2 separate regions of the Gossypium hirsutum genome follow, and region 1 is linked to region 2. Evidence: chromatin contacts called from public Hi-C data. All regions are on one chromosome and are shown on one strand. Each heading gives the region's core, a stretch centred on a gene start, on an enhancer-like site or on the middle of the called end of the contact. The rest is flanking DNA. Distances are from core to core; before and after follow the strand shown. Region 1 holds the start of LOC107895069 (transcription factor bHLH81). Region 2 has its middle 28 kb from the start of LOC121212725.

Region 1 (5,862 bases), core at 256-2,755, 370 kb after region 2:
AAACTTAATTAGGATGAAACATTAATATAGGTTAGAAAGTCCTTTTGTAGAATGATAGCTACATACTGAACTTGAATTTTCCGATTAAAATAGATCTCAAGATGTAGCCTACCTTATCCATGTTGGGGACAAGCTCCTGAAGCTTTCTAATGCGATCGCTAATCCGTGTTCTCCGAACCTAACAAAAATAGTCATGGATAGTTAGAACTAAACATAAACACCATTTTACATCTTAATTATCAGCAAATGAATACACTTACCCTTTCTGCAATACTTCGAGGATGAGTAGCACACCCTCGCTTCGCACGGACCCTGCAAGGTACTGAATCCTCCAAAAGTTTCTCCATATCTACATCTATAAGATTAGATATCCCACCAGAAATCTGATCACTTGGCTCTCCTTTCTACCCAAAAATAGAAGGAAAACAAAAGGTATTGTAAAAATAATAATAAAATTGGGGATTCAACCATATATATTTTTGCTCAAAAGAGTAAAGTTATCCTTTCCTTTTTGGCTAGAAATGTATGGCCAATAGTTGGTCAGCTTTGAAAAGAAATAGTGAAGCCTAAACCATTAAAAGAAGACTAAAAAGAATATAATAAGACGACGATCAATATCTATCCTTTCACAGGCAATTCAAAGACGGCAAAAACATAAAACCGAAGTATTCAAAATCCATATAATAGAAAAATTAACAAGCCGTGGAAGTTGAAATATAATATTAGTATGGCTATCTCTTAGTCTTACCAACTGAGAATGGAACTTTGTTGGTGGGAATTGCGTATCAAGCTCGCTAGCCCTCTTACTCGAGGGAGAAACATCCATAGTTGGCGATAAATAGTCATAATTTGCAGCAACCCCAAAGTTAGAGAAGTAGGCATCAGAGGCAGCAGCAGGATTATTCCCAAGAAAATCAGCTGGAGAACTGTTTTGCCTCTGGAAACCAGAAGGCTCAAACAACCCAGATGGATCGGCTGAGTTGGGAAAAAGCAATGAATTTCGAATGGTGGGTGTTGAGGATGAATTTCCAGTTAGTAGCTGAGTCAAGCACTGGCTAGGCTTCAAAGGGTCCTCTTCTTCTTCCTCGAGAAGGGCTTCTAACCAGGTGGCTGGCGCTGAGCGGAAACGGGCGAGTCCAGCTCGACTACCTTCAGCGCCACCGCCACTAGAGCTGCTACTGCCGCCAGGCGTCGGTTTCATCTGCTTCTTTGTTCAGCTTGAGGAGTTAGCTTTGTGAAGCTATGAAAAACTCTTCTTTTTTTTTTTTTCTTTTTGGTTTCCTGTTCAGCAGCTTTCCCTTTTTCGGTGTGGGATATGCCCTAACATAGCTTATTTTTGCAAGTTCCCTTTGTTTTTCATTTAAATGATTTTGAGCCGTTCGATTAGAACCAAAATGTTTCGGAAAAGAGAGATCCAACGGTGGCTAAGTTGGTTCTATCAGAAAAGGAAACATGTAAGGCCAGAAACTGCAACCTCATCATTTTCTTTCAGATCAGACCTCCTCTTCACCGTAACCTCTGGAAAGTAAAGTCAGTTTCAGATGCAGGTATTTCACGTGACAGTCACGGACCAATATAGTTCAGAAAAGCATGCACCTGGAATATACGGCTTAATAATGCGTGGGTAGGTTTATGGGAAATATTATATCTTTTTTGGTTAGAAAATATGTTGCTAGATGTGGCAAAAATAAGGAGGCGGAGGCAATTTCACCCAATGTCCACTGTAGATTTGGTAATTTTTTAAATTCAACATGCAAATCAGAAAACAACAAACTTTTAATGTGTCAATTTTAGGGGGCACAACCTCTACATTGCCCTTTTGTATCCTCCTTTTATATATAACTAGATTTTAATTATATGAAATAAGAATTTTTTAATTATGTTTTATATTTTAGGTACATAATTTAAAATTAAACTCACCTCCAAATTATACTAAGATATCTATTTTTTTTCTCATTTTACCTAAAAACACATTACCAAACAATAAGAACATGCCATATAGTATGTTCGTATTGAACATAGTAGGTTTTAGAATAAAATGAGATAAAATTTATAATTTAAAATCATATTTAACCAAATAAAACTTTAAGTACCTAAGTGAGAAAAGTGATATAATTTGGGGGTCAATTTAATTTTGTAGTTAAACCTTATGCAAACTATGAAATAAATTGAGATTAGGGGGGGTTGTCATTGTCGAGGGAGTGTAGAGGATCACCATGGGGGTGGATTCGTGGGTTTAATAAGAGGTTGGGATAGTGTTCTGTCTTTAATGCTAAGTTATTGAAGTATTCTAGACGGCTTGACATTACTACAAAATAAGCGATGTGACAGTGTTGATTCGAACAGATAGTATGGAGTTCCTTTAGGCCATTCAAAAATTATTCTCAATTACATCTTATTCCGCACTTATCAGACGTATTTAATAGCTTTTGGTGGAAATGGATCAATGAAATTTTGAACATATTCCTAGAGAAGAGAACATAGAAGCTGACCGCATTGCCAAGATGGCTTTTGGCAAAAATAAGGGTAGGCAACTGTTCGCAGAGATTTTGTTAGATTTTGTTATATTAATGTGATTATTTTGTCTGGTTTTTATAAAAAAATTACATAATGTTTAATGAGTAGACTAATCTATTTAAATAAAAAATTTAACATTAAAATTAAAATAATAAAATACTTTCTCTAAATTTCAATTACTAAGATAAATTATTTAAATAATGTAAAAAATAATTAAAAATCAAAAGCATGAACGCATATTTTTCCTTTAAATTGAATCATGATAATAAACTAAGCGAAACATTAATAACTAATTTATGATTTAAAGACAACATAAGATAAATAATTACAAAACAAAACAAACACAATATAAATAAAATGATTATGTCAAAAAACTGTAAATTATTAATGCATAAAATATATATTTACAACAATAAAATTATAGTATTCTAAACATATTTAAAAATAGGTTATTATATGTCATGGGTCCTTGTCATCTTCTCAAATTTAAAATTTAGTCTTTATACTTTTATTTTTAAGAATTTAGTCTCTTTACTTTTAAGATTTCAAAATTCAAGTCCAATGATTACCAATTTTAAGATTATTTTGTTAAATTTAGGTTCATTATAATGTCATTTTTTAAGTTACATTGCTACCAAATGAGTATTTTTTTATATTTTAAAATTTCACACCAATCAATTTAACAAAAAAAATAATATTATACTTGAATTTTAAATTTAAAAAGTAAAAAAAATCTAAATTTTTTAAAATAAAAATATATGGACTGAATTCTAAACTTATAATATAAATACTTTTGGCATATTTAAACCTTAAAAATAACTCAAAACAGTTTTCTTTTTCTTTTTCTCTTTGCTTTTTTCCCCTCCTTTTTCTCCTTTCTTTCCTCTTTCTTCTTGAACCCCATCGTCCCACAGGCCATAACCCAAAAAGAAAGTGTCAAAAGCTTAAGGCCTATATCTACAGTAAACCTGTGTTATAGATTGTAGATAATTAATCTAATACACTATTGATGCTTTTTTTTATAGTTTTTAAATTATTTAATAATATTGTATTACAGCAGAAATGAAAATTTGAAGGTAAATATGCTCCAAATAGAAAAGAAAGTACAAGCCAAATTGAATAAAAGTATAAAAATCAAGAGTAAATTTTGTTATAATGGCTTATATATAAAACATTAAAATAAGTTTTTGACAGTAAAGTTTTAATGAATGAACTATTTTGTACTTTTATCTAATGTATATTAATTAGTTTTTTTTTATTATTTAGTGGAGGATTTAGGCTACATATGTTACTATGATATTTTTACCATAAATAATAGGGATTTTTTTTATAAAAGTAAATTAATTAAATACAAAAATAACGTAGAGAACAAATTAATTACGAAAATAGGATGTTTGCTATAGTAGTAATTTTAGGTGTTATCTGACATGTTGGCGACATCGATGAGTTTTTTTAAAAGAAATAGGTCTGACAAAAAAAACTGTAAAGGTGAAAAAAAAAGTTTGTGGTGTCGCCTGACACATTAACAACACCGGTAAATATAAAAAAAGTTTGATAGAAAAAAAAAAGATTAAAGTTGTGATCCCAACCTCTAACAATTAATGCCTTACTTTTTCGGTAGCTAATGTCTCACTTCTAGGCTTTTAATGTTTTCTCTTTGGTAAAAAAAAAAAGATCTGATATGAAAAAAAAGCTGAAAGTTGTGGTTCTAATTTATAAGGCAGCACTCAAAATTATTATAGTAAGCACCCTATTTTTGTAATTAATTTGTTCTCCACCCTACTTTTGTATTTAATTATTTTTTAATATTATTTTTATAAATAAAGCCCAAATAATAGCATTAGTTTGCTTTTTTAAAATAAAAATTGTTTCGTCATGTAAGTTGGGGTTAAAAATACGTAAATAATAGATTAGAAACAATAATTTTACTCTTATTATAAATAATATTTTATTTATCAACAAGTGTTATTGTAGTGATAAGGTACATTATACTTTTAATGATAGATGTATAATCAAAATTTTGAAAACGAAGTTGTTGGACTGAACATCCACTAATCCTTAACATAAATCGTAAAATAGATGCTAATAATACCAAAAAATTATATTTCATTTATATTGTTATTAATATTTTATAAAATTTTAAAGTAAACTATATTTATTAATAAAGTATAAAATCTTTATGGTAAACTATTTTGAATTTCTAATATAATTTATCGAAAGATATTTATTTATAAATACTATTTCTTTGCAATTATAATAAAACAATAGTAAAATATCATTACCAAAATTGTAACACCCTAAAATTCGATTCTAGAAGTTTTGACCGAATCCCGAAGATCAAATTGACCACCAAAATGATTCAAAACACAATTTTAAGTACAAAAATTTCTATCAAAATATTTTTCCTTTTCATGTGTAACGAAAATACGATATAAACTTAATTTGCATGATAAAACAATGGTTTTAATTGTTGTTAAAATTTAAAATGGATATTTTCTAAATCGTTTTGAATACATATTAGATATAACGAATTGTCTCTCAAAATTTAAAGAAAACATCGTTGTAGCTAAAAATTCGTCGTTTGACTGTGATTCAAAATTCGTAGATTTGACATTTCAAAATTGGAGCATTTAAAACATCACAGTCTCAAAAATTCATATTATTTTCATTTTCATAAAAACCATGCATGAATTTCCAAAATTTAGGTTCAGTATAAAATCTGTAGTTTCTAAAGTCCAACTCAAATAATACTTTTTGAAAGTCCAAAATAGAATTTATACCACAGTTCATATAAAATATTTACAATCCAAAACAGTTCAATTATTAAAAAATTGAAGAAAAACTTTATTAGATTAATTCAAAACATATCAATCTGAGACCTCCTACTGCAGAGTCCAACTTCAAAACACTAAAATTACCTAAAAGGAAGAAAAACTAAGGGGACGAGCTACGCAAACTCAGTGTGAGTCTGAAACAGAAGCAAATGGAAAAAGACAGAGTAACACAACGAATATTCCAAAAAAGTATATGTATACAAATAACATACGAAAATCTTAAACCGTAATCCGATATACAAAATTTTTACATTAACAACATAACACAATTATATTATTCCAACATTCCTTTAGACAGACATACACTTAGTTATGTAATGAATGCAACAAACCAAAATCCCACCCAACCAACCAAACACCACTCCAATCACATTGCACACCAATTGGGCTATAATAGGCCCATCCACCCTGCACACCACAAAGGTTATTGTAAGCCCACCCACCCTACACACTACGATAGTGGAACTAAGCCACTCAAATGATAATATGCAGCTGAGTTGACATATGTATA
Region 2 (5,561 bases), core at 1,910-4,409:
TTTATAACCCTCTACATTACTTTGTTGATGAGGAATATACGATATCTGAACATGTTAGACTGCTTGTTACTGATTTTGATTTATGATAGTGCATGTGACTTCATGGCAATTCTGATATGGTCTGTTGAGGCTTGATAAGTCTGTTTTACAAAACATGGACCCTCATGTCTCTTGATTTTATTATTGAAAGATAACATGACTTACACGCTCATCACTCTGATTCTACATATGCATATCATGACATATTGCATGGGATTTAGGTTGATGTGAAATGAGGAAGTTTCTGGCAATTAATGATCTGCATTATCTGGTGGTTTATACATAATTCTGTACTATAGTGGCTTGACCACTTGTATCCGATCTGGCAATCTTAACTGCAAAATTCTGGTGGCACTATCCACAATTATCTATTGGTGTGATTTGGTTGGACGAGTTCTAAGGGAACTCTATTTTGGTGTGTAGCGGAGTTTGGGTAGGATGTTTTCTGATAAATCCGTATTCTGATCTACTTGAAAAATACAACATTTGCATAACACATCCTCTGCTCTATTCTATTCTGTTCTGCTCCGTTCCATTTTGTTCGGTTCTGTTGTACTACTATCGTTGAAATCTTTGTGATACTCTAGATCTGTTCCGTACTGGTTATAAAACTATTATTTAGTTCTTGGGTCACTTTGATTTATACATTAAGATATGTTTAATTGTATTTGAGTTTGATTATATGCCGTGCTTGGTAGCTCACCTTTGTCTTACCTTTATCTGTTCAGGTGGACATCTGACTTAGGACTGGATGGCGTACGGAAGCTCGAATTGTTTTGCATTGATATAACTATGATTTGATCTTTTGGGTTTGTAATCTATTTTTGGACTTGCCTTGTTTTCTTATAAGCTCGTCAGTATCTGTTAATTTCTAACACGAAACCACAAAATCACCTAAATCGATAAAAAATGAATTTTTGGACTTCAAGTTAAAACTCCGAAAAGAAAACAGTTTTCAATACGTTAGTGTAACCCTTCTAGATTGGGCTTAAACTTTTAAGCCAGGTTTGAGGGTGTTACAAAAGTCTACATAAAATAAAATATAAATATATAAAAAATTATAAATTATGCTCTAGAATAAAATTATAAACATATAAAATAATATATAAGTTTATAATACTCTAAATATATATAAAAAAACTCAAAAATTATACATAAAATAATTTAACATAAATAAAAAAAAGAAAAAAAAGCTTGTAAAGTGAAATTCCCTCGTCCCTTTAGTTTTTTCTTTTCTTTTAGGGTTTATTTTTCTATAAAAGATTGTAATAGGTATAAAAAGAATGATTATAACAATTTTGCCCCTAAATTTAAAATTTTTGCCAATGCCGAATTCTAAATTAAGCAATATCAAAGAATGAGATAAGTTTTAGTGGTAGTTATAGTGATATTTTGAATTATATTATACAATTTAATAGTTTATATTATATTTTCCTTTCCCCTTCAAAATAGTTGATATTGTATTTATATTTAAAGAAATAAAGAGCATATACATCATGTAAGAAACCCTAAATGTAAATTGTAAAGTTCATTGAAACTAGAAGATTTACATATTTATAATTACACAGTTCTCTTATAGAAATGGTTATCTATTCCCTTTCTTCTTTGTGCAACTTTATAATCACATTCAAGCAATAAAGAAAAGAAAAGCAGAACCAACCTTTACACTTTGAAGTTGAGTTATTTATTACTACTTTATATTATGTTACTCCTAAGTGTAATCATCAATTATTCATAATAAGTAGATTTAATTTGTTTTTTTTTAAAGGTTTTTTTAATATGTTTGGATAGTTTTGAATAATCATATAATAATGCCGCAAACGTATTACACAATAGAATCCTAGTTGTATCGAAGAAAGAGAGGAAGAAACATAGAAGAATTTAGAGAGGAGAAAATAGGGTAAACTTTAGTCCAAAATCACATTCTACATGCCTTTCATTGCTCATTTCAGAATATAGCAACTCAGAGAAAGAAGTATGGTACAAAGCTGTCATTTCGGTTATGGATAGCTATCCCTCTCAGCTTAACATTTCATTAAAACAGTTACATCAACACTTAAGACAAAACGCACCATTTTTGCTTCCTTCACAAAAACTCCCATTTTAACTAAAGTAAAATAAAAGTCAACATTTTAAATTAAAAGTGCAACAGAAAATACTAAAATTTAAAAACAACATTTTGTCCGTTAACAATACTCTTTCGCTAAAGTAGATCCTTGTCCTCAAGGATCAAGGTTGGGGTATCGTTGCTGCAGCTTTGGCCAAGATTCCCATGTAGCATCCTCAGGAAAACTGTTCACCCACTCCAGAAGCACTTCAGTTGCTACTTGATTATTTTTCTTAACCATACGATGGTCAAGGATTCTGACAGATTCTTTAAGAATCATGCCATCAGGGTTTATCAAAGGAAGGGTAGGCTATACATGCTAATGTCCCACATGATGCTTAAGTAAGGAAACATAGAATGTGGGATGAATCTTTGAGTCTAGCAGTAACTGAAGGGTGTAGGCAACAATACCAACCTTGGACAAAACTGAAATGGACCAAAATAATGTGGAGAGAGTTTCTGGTTAGTAAACTTCCGTAGTGAATGCTGCCGATAAGGTTGTAACTTCAGGAAAACCTAGCTTCCTTCTTGGAAGGATCTTTCACTTCTATGTTGTTTAGCATAATGTTTCATTCTGTCCTGAGCTCACTTGAGATGATAGTGACAGATATGCCTTGTAGCTTCACATTGTTGTAAACTACGGTCCACATGATCCACCCTAGAAGAGCCAGCCAAATAAGAAAGGTGGTGGGGTGGTGTCTGACCATAAAAAGCCTTGTTGGGAGTGGTGTTAATGGATGTGTGGAAGGTGGAATTATACCACCACTTAGCCAATGAGTTCCAAGCAAACTAGTTACCGGTTCTTTCTCATGTCATGCAACATAGGTAGTTCTCCAAACACTTGTTTAAAATCTACGTTTGACCATCAGATTTCGGGTGGTATGTCATAGTCAAGTACAACTTGGTTCCCAGCCTTTTAAATAGTTCTTGCTAGAATAAGCTAACCTATATCCAATCTCAGTTCGAAATAATGGAATCCAGCAACCTATGGAGCTTATAAACATGGTCAAGATGGGCTTGGGCTACTGTAACAGTTGTAAAGGGATGAGAGAGTCCTACAAAATAAGCATATTTAGTGAGTGTATCCACTATTACAAGAATGGAATTCTTTCCCTTAGAAGGGGTTAATCCCTCGAAGAAATCCATGTTCACTCCGAACCAAGCGAGAGTAGGAATTGGGAGTGGTTGAAGTAGCCTAAGATGAGCAGAGGTATCATACTTGTTTCGTTGGCAAACAAAGCATTCTCTCACCCACTGTTTAATAATTGTATTCATCCCTTTTCCAGTAAACCATACTTGCAAGTCATTGTCTCATAGCATGGATGCTCGAATGCCCCTGTGGAACTCTCATGAAAATAAGAAACTAGGGCTTTTTGAAGCTCTTGATCCTTTCCAATCACAAGTTTCCCATTTCTTCTTAAAAAATGAACATCCCAATTGTACTTTGATGGGATGAAGGTTGGGCTTATAGCTTCAAACAAATTTTGTTAAAACGAGGGTCCTGTTGCCAAGCTTCTTGTACTCGAGCTAATAAGCTATATACCGTCGAACTATCTTCCAATTGTAAACACTGTCCTTTAGCTCCAATACGCTGTCTCAAAAGAGCATCGACTCCTACGTTGGTGCTTCCCATCCTATACAGCACATGAAAGTTATAACTAAGCATTTTTTGCGACCCATTTATGTTGAAAAAGGGTAACAGCCTGCCGGTCAGCTAGGAATTACAAGCTTTGATGGTTAGTTCGAATGCAAAAATGACGACCAACCAGATAATGATGCCATTATTTTACTGCCAAAGGAGCCACTTGCATTTCCTTTTCATAAATCGACAAAGACTTGCTAAAAGAATTGTGGGGTGCCCTTGTTGTTGTAAAACTGTTCCTACTATGGAGATACCGACATCGGTGTCCAAATAAAAAACAAGCTAAGATTTCAGTAGGGCAAGGACGAGAGCAGAACTAAGGGCAATTTTTAAGGTGGTGAAGGCCTTGTCAGCTTGTTGAGTCCAATTCCATTCACTTACTTAAGCAAGTCAGTGAGTGGCCTTGCTATCGTGCCATAGTCTTTAATGAATCTTCGCTAATACCCTGAAAGACCAAGGAACCCTTAAATTCTATAACACACGGAGTCAGCTAATTTATTATACTGGTAACCTTGTTTTGGTCCACTGCCACCTTCTCTTGAGATATAACATGTCACATGTACTCTATTCGAGTGGCCCTAAAATAACATTTCCTTTTTTGGCATATGATTGTTGGTGTCTCAAAACCTCAAAGACAATCATGAGATGCCTCAAATGATCCTACTAAGAAGAGAAATAAATAAGGATGTCATCAAAGATAACAAGTACAAAGTTCCGTAGCCAAGGTTTAAAAATTGAATTCATCAAAGCTTGGAACGTGGAAGGTGCATTTGTTAAGCCGAAAGGCATGGTTAAAAATTTGTAGTGGCCCTTGTGCATCTAGAAGGTCGTTTTATGGATGCTAGGTTCTCACATTCAGATTTGGTGTTAATCGAAACGAAAGTATAGATTGGAAAATATTTTGGCTTGCCTAAGTTTATCAAAGAGCTCTTCTATTACAGGAATAGGGAAATTTTCTTTAATTGTTAACTGGTTTAATTGTTAATAATCCACACACAGTATCCATTCTCCATTTTTTTAACCATCACTATAGGGGATGCAAAGGAGTTGTTGTAGTCCTTAGTGATCCCTGCCTGAATCATTTCACAGACTATCCTTTTCATTTCTGTTTTCTAAATGGCAATATACATGTATGGTTTTATTTTAACCACAACTGGTTCATCCTTCAAGGGTATTTTATGGTCTTGTAGTCGAGAATGTGGGAGACCCTTTGGTTTTTGAAAAACATCATAATAGGTTTGGAATATAGATTGAAGCTCTTGGTTGAAACTAACATCAGTTGCCATCAAACTAGCTTGTACCATGTCCGTGATAACCATAGCATATAAGTGGTAACTCTTGAAAAGAGTTCTATTTTAGGCCTCTAGATGGAATTAATTGTTTTCTTAATTAAGTAAATACATTTGCATTTCTAGGATAATTTTAAAACATTGCATAACAAAGCTTGGATTGCGCTATAATGGTCATCATTTATTACTTTTATTACTTGAGGAAGGAAAAGTTATGGTTGGACACAGGTGCAGGTAGAAGAAGAGGATGAAGAAGATGCAGAAGGAAAAAAAGGGAAGTGAAACATTGCCGTGGCAAATGGTGAGATTAATTGTCAACACAATTGCCATGGCAATTCTAGAAAGGTGACTCAGCACTCTATCCATGTCACTCTCAGCTAGTTGGACGTGTACCAGAAAAATAACCTTGAAAAAGAGGAGAAACAAATGTTTGCTAAGGGAGACGTATCTACCCAATAAAAGAAGGAGAGAGAAGAAAAAAAGA

What was found. Hi-C and Micro-C count contacts between places; a contact is called where the count stands out from the background.
Region 1: a contact with region 2 is called in a Hi-C map of hypocotyl, with 2.5 times the contacts expected there. The contact joins the promoter of LOC107895069 here to the enhancer-like site in region 2. A contact is called at or near these places in 3 of 34 Hi-C or Micro-C datasets (hypocotyl, leaf and seedling).

What each region holds. Positions count from the first base shown.
Region 1 is chrA13:86,039,974-86,045,835 of Gossypium_hirsutum_v2.1, forward strand. It overlaps LOC107895069 (transcription factor bHLH81), which reads right to left and starts at 1,506. Exons shown (of 5, transcript XM_016820279.2): 1 at 749-1,506; 2 at 261-404; 3 at 113-178. The coding sequence starts at 1,201.
Region 2 is chrA13:85,670,057-85,675,617 of Gossypium_hirsutum_v2.1, forward strand. No RefSeq gene overlaps it. Among protein-coding and RNA genes, the nearest start is that of LOC121212725, 28 kb to the right of the region's middle. Within about 2 kb of position 3,160, at least 2 of the 9 cell types and tissues checked have an H3K27ac peak or open chromatin away from gene starts, as enhancers often do. A contact at or near this core is called in hypocotyl, where this site is marked.